Linked DNA regions of Capsicum annuum: region 2 is linked to region 1. A link is a contact called in public Hi-C data. All regions are on one chromosome and are shown on one strand. Each heading gives the region's core, a stretch centred on a gene start, on an enhancer-like site or on the middle of the called end of the contact. The rest is flanking DNA. Distances are from core to core; before and after follow the strand shown. Region 1 holds the start of LOC107863995 (cysteine-tryptophan domain-containing zinc finger protein 3). Region 2 has its middle 10 kb from the start of LOC107863994.

Region 1 (3,235 bases), core at 425-2,924:
GTGGTTGATATTGTTGTTGTTGTTTATTGTCAAAAAAAAAAAATTGTTATTGTTTTAATTTTAATTTTTTTTACTTACTTTTTTAATTTAAATTTTTCATTTTGTATAGCATTAATTTTGTAAATTTTACAAATTGTTAAAGATATTTAAATTAAAATTGAAAATTTATTATGTTTGTGTATGTGAATTTATAGTTAAAATTTTAAATTAATTGGAGAAAATTTCAATTATTTGAAATAAATTTGATGTTTAATTAAATTTTTTGTGTTTGTGTATTAGAATTTATAGTTGAAAATTTAAATTTGAAATTGTTAAAGATATTCAAATTTTAAAATCAAAAATTCATTATATTTGTATATATGAATTTATAGTTAAAAATTTAAATTATTTGGAGAAGAATTTTGATTATTCGAAATGAATTTGATATTTAATTTGTGAGCAAAAATAAAAACATGATTATTCAAATATTTCTACAATTTATAATTTTTTCTTATTTAATTAAATTAATTTTAATATTTAATTTATTATGTAGCAATAAAAAATAACTTGAAATTACATGCAATACTTGAAAATGATGTGGCAGCTGATGTGGCAGTCGTGACAGCTGACGTGGGGAGAGTGTGTTACACTCACCAAAAAAGTGTTTAAAATATTGCTTTTTAATGAGTTTAAGGATTCAGATGACAAACGTGTAAGTAGAAGTGTTCAACTTACAAAACCGATATAGTGCAGGGGTCCACTGAGCCATTTTGCCAATATGTTATTATCTTCATGTAGCATTATCATTTTACTAGCTCGTTGAATTTATTCCAGAAACTCTATCCTCTCCCAGAATATAATTGAATATATTATCATTGTTGCCATCTTTATGTTGCACAATCATTTTACTAACTCGTTAAATTTATTTCAGAAACTCTATCCCCTCTCAGAATGTTATTGAATATGTTATTATTGTTATTATATTAATGTTATTATTGTTATTATCTTTACGTAGCACAATCATTTTACTAGCTCGTTAAATTTATTCAGAAATTCTATCCTCTCCCCAAATGTCACTGAATATACTATTATTGTTATTATCTTTACGTAGCACAATCATTTTACTAGCTCGTTAAATTTATTCCAAAAACTCTATTCTCTCCCAGAATGTTACATAATATGTTATTATTGTTATTATCTTTATGTAGCACAATTATTTTACTAGCTCGTTAAATTTATTCCAGAAACTCTATCCTTTCCCAGAATGTTCCTGAATATGTTATTATTGTTATTATCTTTATGTAGCACAATTATTTTATTAGCTTATTAAATTTATTTCAGAAACTCTATCTCTCTCAAAATATTACCGAATATGTTATTATTATTGTTATCTATATGTAACATAATTATTTTACTACCTCATTATATTTATTTCAGAAATTCTATTCTCTCTCAAAATATTACTAAATATTTTATTATTATTATTATTTTTATGTAGTATAATCATTTTACTAGCTCCTTAAATATATTCATAAAGTTTTCAAAATAATTCTTCAATTTGGATCAGATTATATAGTACTCCAGGTGTATCTGTTAGGTCATATGGGTGTGTTTCTATCTGTCAAATGCATATATCATAATATAAATACTACTTATATTATTCCATTAATTTATATAACTTTTACAAGGAAAAAAAAAATAAGCAAAACAAAAAACGCAAAATAAACGCGGCTGGTAATACACCAAAACCAGAGTCTTTCTCTTTCTTCATTTTCTCTCTCTAAATGCTCGTAGTTTTTGAGCTTTACAAAGATCTTAGTAAGGGCGATCCAAGTTTTTAATTTCCAGAAAAATCTTAAATTAGCTTTAATAAATCCATAATCAGTTTTTCTTTTTGTTTTGATTTAATAATATTTTTTTGATTATTTTTTTTTAAAATTACAATTGACGTCAGTTGTGTTGGTAATTTTTTGCTGTTTTTTTTTTTTTTTTTTTTTGCGATCTCGATGAGTTGAGTTGAAGAGTTTTGGAACATTGATAAATTGGTGGAGAATTTTGTGGGTTGTTAAGACAAAGTATATAGGTTTTTGTGGGTGTGAAAAGTGAAAATTTGTTGATTTTTTTTTTTATTTGAATGATTTCTATTGGGAGTAGTAGAGATGGAAGGAAGGGGATAGGCTTAGGGTTTGATGGTGGAAGAAGAGAAATGATTATGGAAGAAACTGAGCTTGAAGAAGGAGAGGCTTACAGTTATGACGACAACAACAACAATGATGATGATGATTCAACCATTGACCCTGATGTTTCTCTATCTTACCTTGTGAGTTACTTTTTCATGTTATGTTCTTAGTGTTGATCATAGTTGTGGATTTATAATTGAGATCGAAGCCATACTCTGTTTGATAGTAATTGGTGCATTTTTGTGTATGGACTTTTCTAGTTTGTTAGCATGTAGTTTTGTATACTTATGTTATGTATCTGCTATAGTGGTTGCTCGATATAATTGACTGTTCAAAATTAAATTTTAATCAGAGACCTTCTCATGTATAAGAGAAACTTGATAAGGAAATGGATTAAACAGTTTAAGATTAAACTTTGATAAAAGGAAATGGATTAAACAGTTTAAGATTAAACTTTGATAAGAGTTTTTTTTCTTGTCTAAGAGAAAAGCTTGATAAGGTAAAAGAAAAAGAATGTTGTTAAACCTAATGAATAATTGACAAAAATATGGATTTACAATTGGGATCAAAGCATTTAAGTTTTGAATTATGGTGCGCACTCTATTTGATTGTAATTGGTTGATTTTGTGTATTAACTTTTCTACTCTGCTAGCATTTAGTGTTGTATTGTGTGTCTTTTGTTGCGGTAACTCGATATAATTGACTGTCTAAAACCAAATTTTAAATTTTAATAAAGGTCAAATGGATTTACGAGCCAAAATCAAACTCCAATAAGAGGTCTTCTCATGTGTAACAGAAAAACATGATAAGGAAATGGAAAAGGAAAAGGAAAAGGAATGTTGTTAGACCTCATGAATAAGTGATGTTTCTCTATCTTACCTTGTGAGTTTCTTCTTTATTATTATTTTTTTGTATTTAATGTTGATCGCAGTTATGGTTTTATAAGTGGGATCGAAGAATTCTTAGTTTTGGATTATGGCGTGCACTCTGATTGATTGTAATTGGTTCGTTTTGTGTATTGACTTTTCTACTTGCTAGCATTTACTGTTGTGTTGTGTATCTCCAGTAGCAGTAGA
Region 2 (3,235 bases), core at 474-2,973, 41 kb before region 1:
CGCCGATGGCTCGGGCCCCCCTCCCCTGGAAGGAGGCCTTCTGGGAAATGTTAGGAGGTGCGCTATCGTCCTGCCCCAGCCCCTAGTTTAGCCCGCTCTTTGGTTTAGGATGGATCTAGACTGGACTAAGCTTCAAGATCTAATTACGGACTGGAAGTAAAAATACCGTAAAAATGGCTTCTTTCTTTGTGGACTCTTTTGTAATAACTTGATGATCTGAACCAACAAGAGATATTACGTTCTACCCTCTACTTCGAGCCCGGCCGAGAGTGAGCTTCCCGATAGTCTCTTCCTTCCTAGAAATTGAACTCTAACTATCAAACTCGTCCCATCTCCTTACTCGTGATATCTGAGATAGCTCCGTAAACTAATAACTTCTAATAGACGAGGGAAGAATAGACTCATATGAAAGTTCCCCAAAAAAAAACGATTGCTGTTGAATCAGCTGTGAAATACGTTCTTGCTCACGAATCTGCTGTTCTAGCTTAGACAAGACTATCTGCTTCGAGAAAATAGGGGTCCCAAATGAGAGAAGAATAAGACAGGCCATCCTTTGACTAGTTTGTAGTTTTTTCTGGGGAATTTATGTGTCAACGAAATTTCACTCATAAGTAGGTTCCCATCGTGATCTAAGTTTCATTTCCCATCAAGAGGTTATGATACTGATAAAGAGTGTTATTCTTCTCCTTGGATTATGAAATAATTCAATAGCAAAAATGTACACTCTTTTTGTGTAGTTGTAAGGTGGACAAGTAAGGTGACGAAGGGAGGAAAAAAATTATTTTTAGTACTAGAGTTGAGTAAAATAAAAGTGAGGGAGCACTTTTCCACTTCCTCAACAATGTCCCATAAGAGGTTACATCTTGTTAATTGGTCTACTATAACGTATCTGAAAAAATATTGAGGCTTAGGAATTCAAAGCCTAGCTATGAAACATCAAGCTCTGCTGGCTTCTTCCGCTTGGACAACTCCATATGGGCATCTATGTTTCCATCTATCTTCGACTTCAATGTATACATCTGCAATTTGGAAAAAACTTCAAAAAATAGGTTGGAAATGCTGTCAAAAAGGCCTCATATGGCACCCCGCGAATGGGAAATTCATCAATTTCTGGTACCAGCCTTGGATAAAGGCCTGCGTTCCCTCATCTACGATCCGTTGCCAAAAATATTCACGATTACCTTTTCAATAATTCATGGAATTCCCTGAGCTGATTTGAAACCAAATCACTGTTGTACACTTTCCTACGTACTGTAATACATATGATCCTATTAAATGGGGCCTTACTAATATGGGTAGATTTACAGTTCAATCATGCTACAATTACATGTCCCTGAAAAACAACGAGTCTAAGGATCCAGGTGGTCTCATGTGGATCTGGAAACTTAATATCCTCACAAAACTAAAGCTTTTTCTTTGGTTACTAGTGCTCAACCAGCGGCGGAGCCACCTGAACACCCTTCGTGGAAAAAATTTTCGAGTATATAGGTTAAATATAGATATTTAAGGTTATATACATGTTGCACATCCTTGACAAGCTAGAGAAGCATAGTCCATTCTACATCAACAACCCGGGTTCGAACCTTGACAGGTGCAGCAGTGCTTTATTTTCCGCTTACGCAATTTTGGGAAAAACTAACTATTAACACGGGTTATTGTTTGCTACCCCGCCACCTGAGGACTCTTTCATTTCTTTTACAAAATGGATAAAAAATGTTGTAACTCATCATCACAAATCTCTCCCTTCAACCTTACCACTGGAGGTCCTCATACCCCAACTGCCTATGTGATACATGAAACTATCGCAATAAACATCTTTTTGATAGGCAACATGGCGCCCCATCCTCAGCTTTTGCTTTAAATTTAGCGTCTCAATTGTGGTTCCTCGCAGGGGATTCACATGTCAAAACGAAATCCCTTTACGTACCCTCTATGTTAAGTGGAACCCCCCAAAAGATGATCACCTTATGTTGAACACTGACGCAACCTTATGTCCAAATACAAGTCTTGGGGGTTTAGGGGGAGTTTCTCCAAACAGAATAGGTGATTGGGTTATGGGACTCACTGCATACACTTTTGCACAAGATATTTATCATCTTGAACTCTTGGCTTTATTTATAGGTTTGCAGCTTGCAATGGAGCATGAACTAAAGCCTTTAGAGATAAACGTGGATGCTGACCATTTAATTACTTTGTTTAACTATTCAGATACTAATAGTGCACTACTTTCTGATAGTAGGTTCCTTCTCTGACAGCTGGGTAATCCGACGCTTATCCGTATATACAGAGAGCATAATAGACTAGCAGATAGTCTAGCAAGGAAAGCCATCTCCACTGCACGACCATCCATCTTGTCGAATAACTCAGTCAGGGCTACTACTAGCTGCCTCCTCAGGACTTATTAAACAATTTGCATGCTGATAAGAGAGGAGGCATAGTTACTAAGCATGTTAAGTCGTTAGGAAGTTTGTCGTCCAATGCTTTTGTAAATTTATCTACTAGTCTATAGTTTTGTTATGATGCTATAATATACGTATCCCTATTACCAAAAAAACAAAAAGTAAATGTCAAACATTGTGTTTTTACTCTCTTTTTCAAATTATTTGTCGAGTTTTATTTTTACATTGTGTTTTAACTTTCTTTTTCAAATTATTTGTCGAGTTTCATTTTTACGTGTTCTATAAAAGAATATTAGTACTAATTAAAAAGGATTTTGACTATTTCCCTTCTATTTATATTTCAAAATTCATTTCTCTTTATTAATTTTCTTTTATTTATGTATCATCACTCTATAATTGAAATATTTATTGCTATTTAAAACAACTATTATTAAAAAAAAAATAAAAAATACTATTTGAAAATTTTTAAAAAATTAAAATGGTTTCATTTTATCAGCTACTCAAAAATATATGAAAATTATTTCTTGGTTAAAAAGAAGGCAAATAACATAAACTCCAACAATTTGCTACCTAATTACACTCTTTTCCAATTTTTTTCATAATTACACCAAATCCCTTCCAAATACATAAATAGCAAATTAATTGCCTATAAAAAATAAAAATAATGATAAGAGATTAAATGACAGAGAAATTAGTGGGATTTTGATTGGGATATGTTTTTTGAATCCTGAAAATTAGCAACAATTTCCTAATTCAAGTTCTAACCACCGTCATCAACATCCTCCAATCACAATTCTCTCAAATCCTCTAAATCAAAATGCTCCACAAAATGTTAC

What was found. Hi-C and Micro-C count contacts between places; a contact is called where the count stands out from the background.
Region 2: a contact with region 1 is called in a Hi-C map of leaf, with 5 times the contacts expected there. The contact joins the enhancer-like site here to the promoter of LOC107863995 in region 1. A contact is called at or near these places in 3 of 5 Hi-C or Micro-C datasets (bud and leaf).

What each region holds. Positions count from the first base shown.
Region 1 is chr3:32,373,816-32,377,050 of UCD10Xv1.1, reverse strand. It overlaps LOC107863995 (cysteine-tryptophan domain-containing zinc finger protein 3), which reads left to right and starts at 1,674. Exons shown (of 14, transcript XM_016710227.2): 1 at 1,674-2,299. The coding sequence starts at 2,114.
Region 2 is chr3:32,414,904-32,418,138 of UCD10Xv1.1, reverse strand. No RefSeq gene overlaps it. Among protein-coding and RNA genes, the nearest start is that of LOC107863994, 10 kb to the left of the region's middle. Within about 2 kb of position 1,723, at least 3 of the 5 cell types and tissues checked have an H3K27ac peak or open chromatin away from gene starts, as enhancers often do. A contact at or near this core is called in leaf, where this site is marked.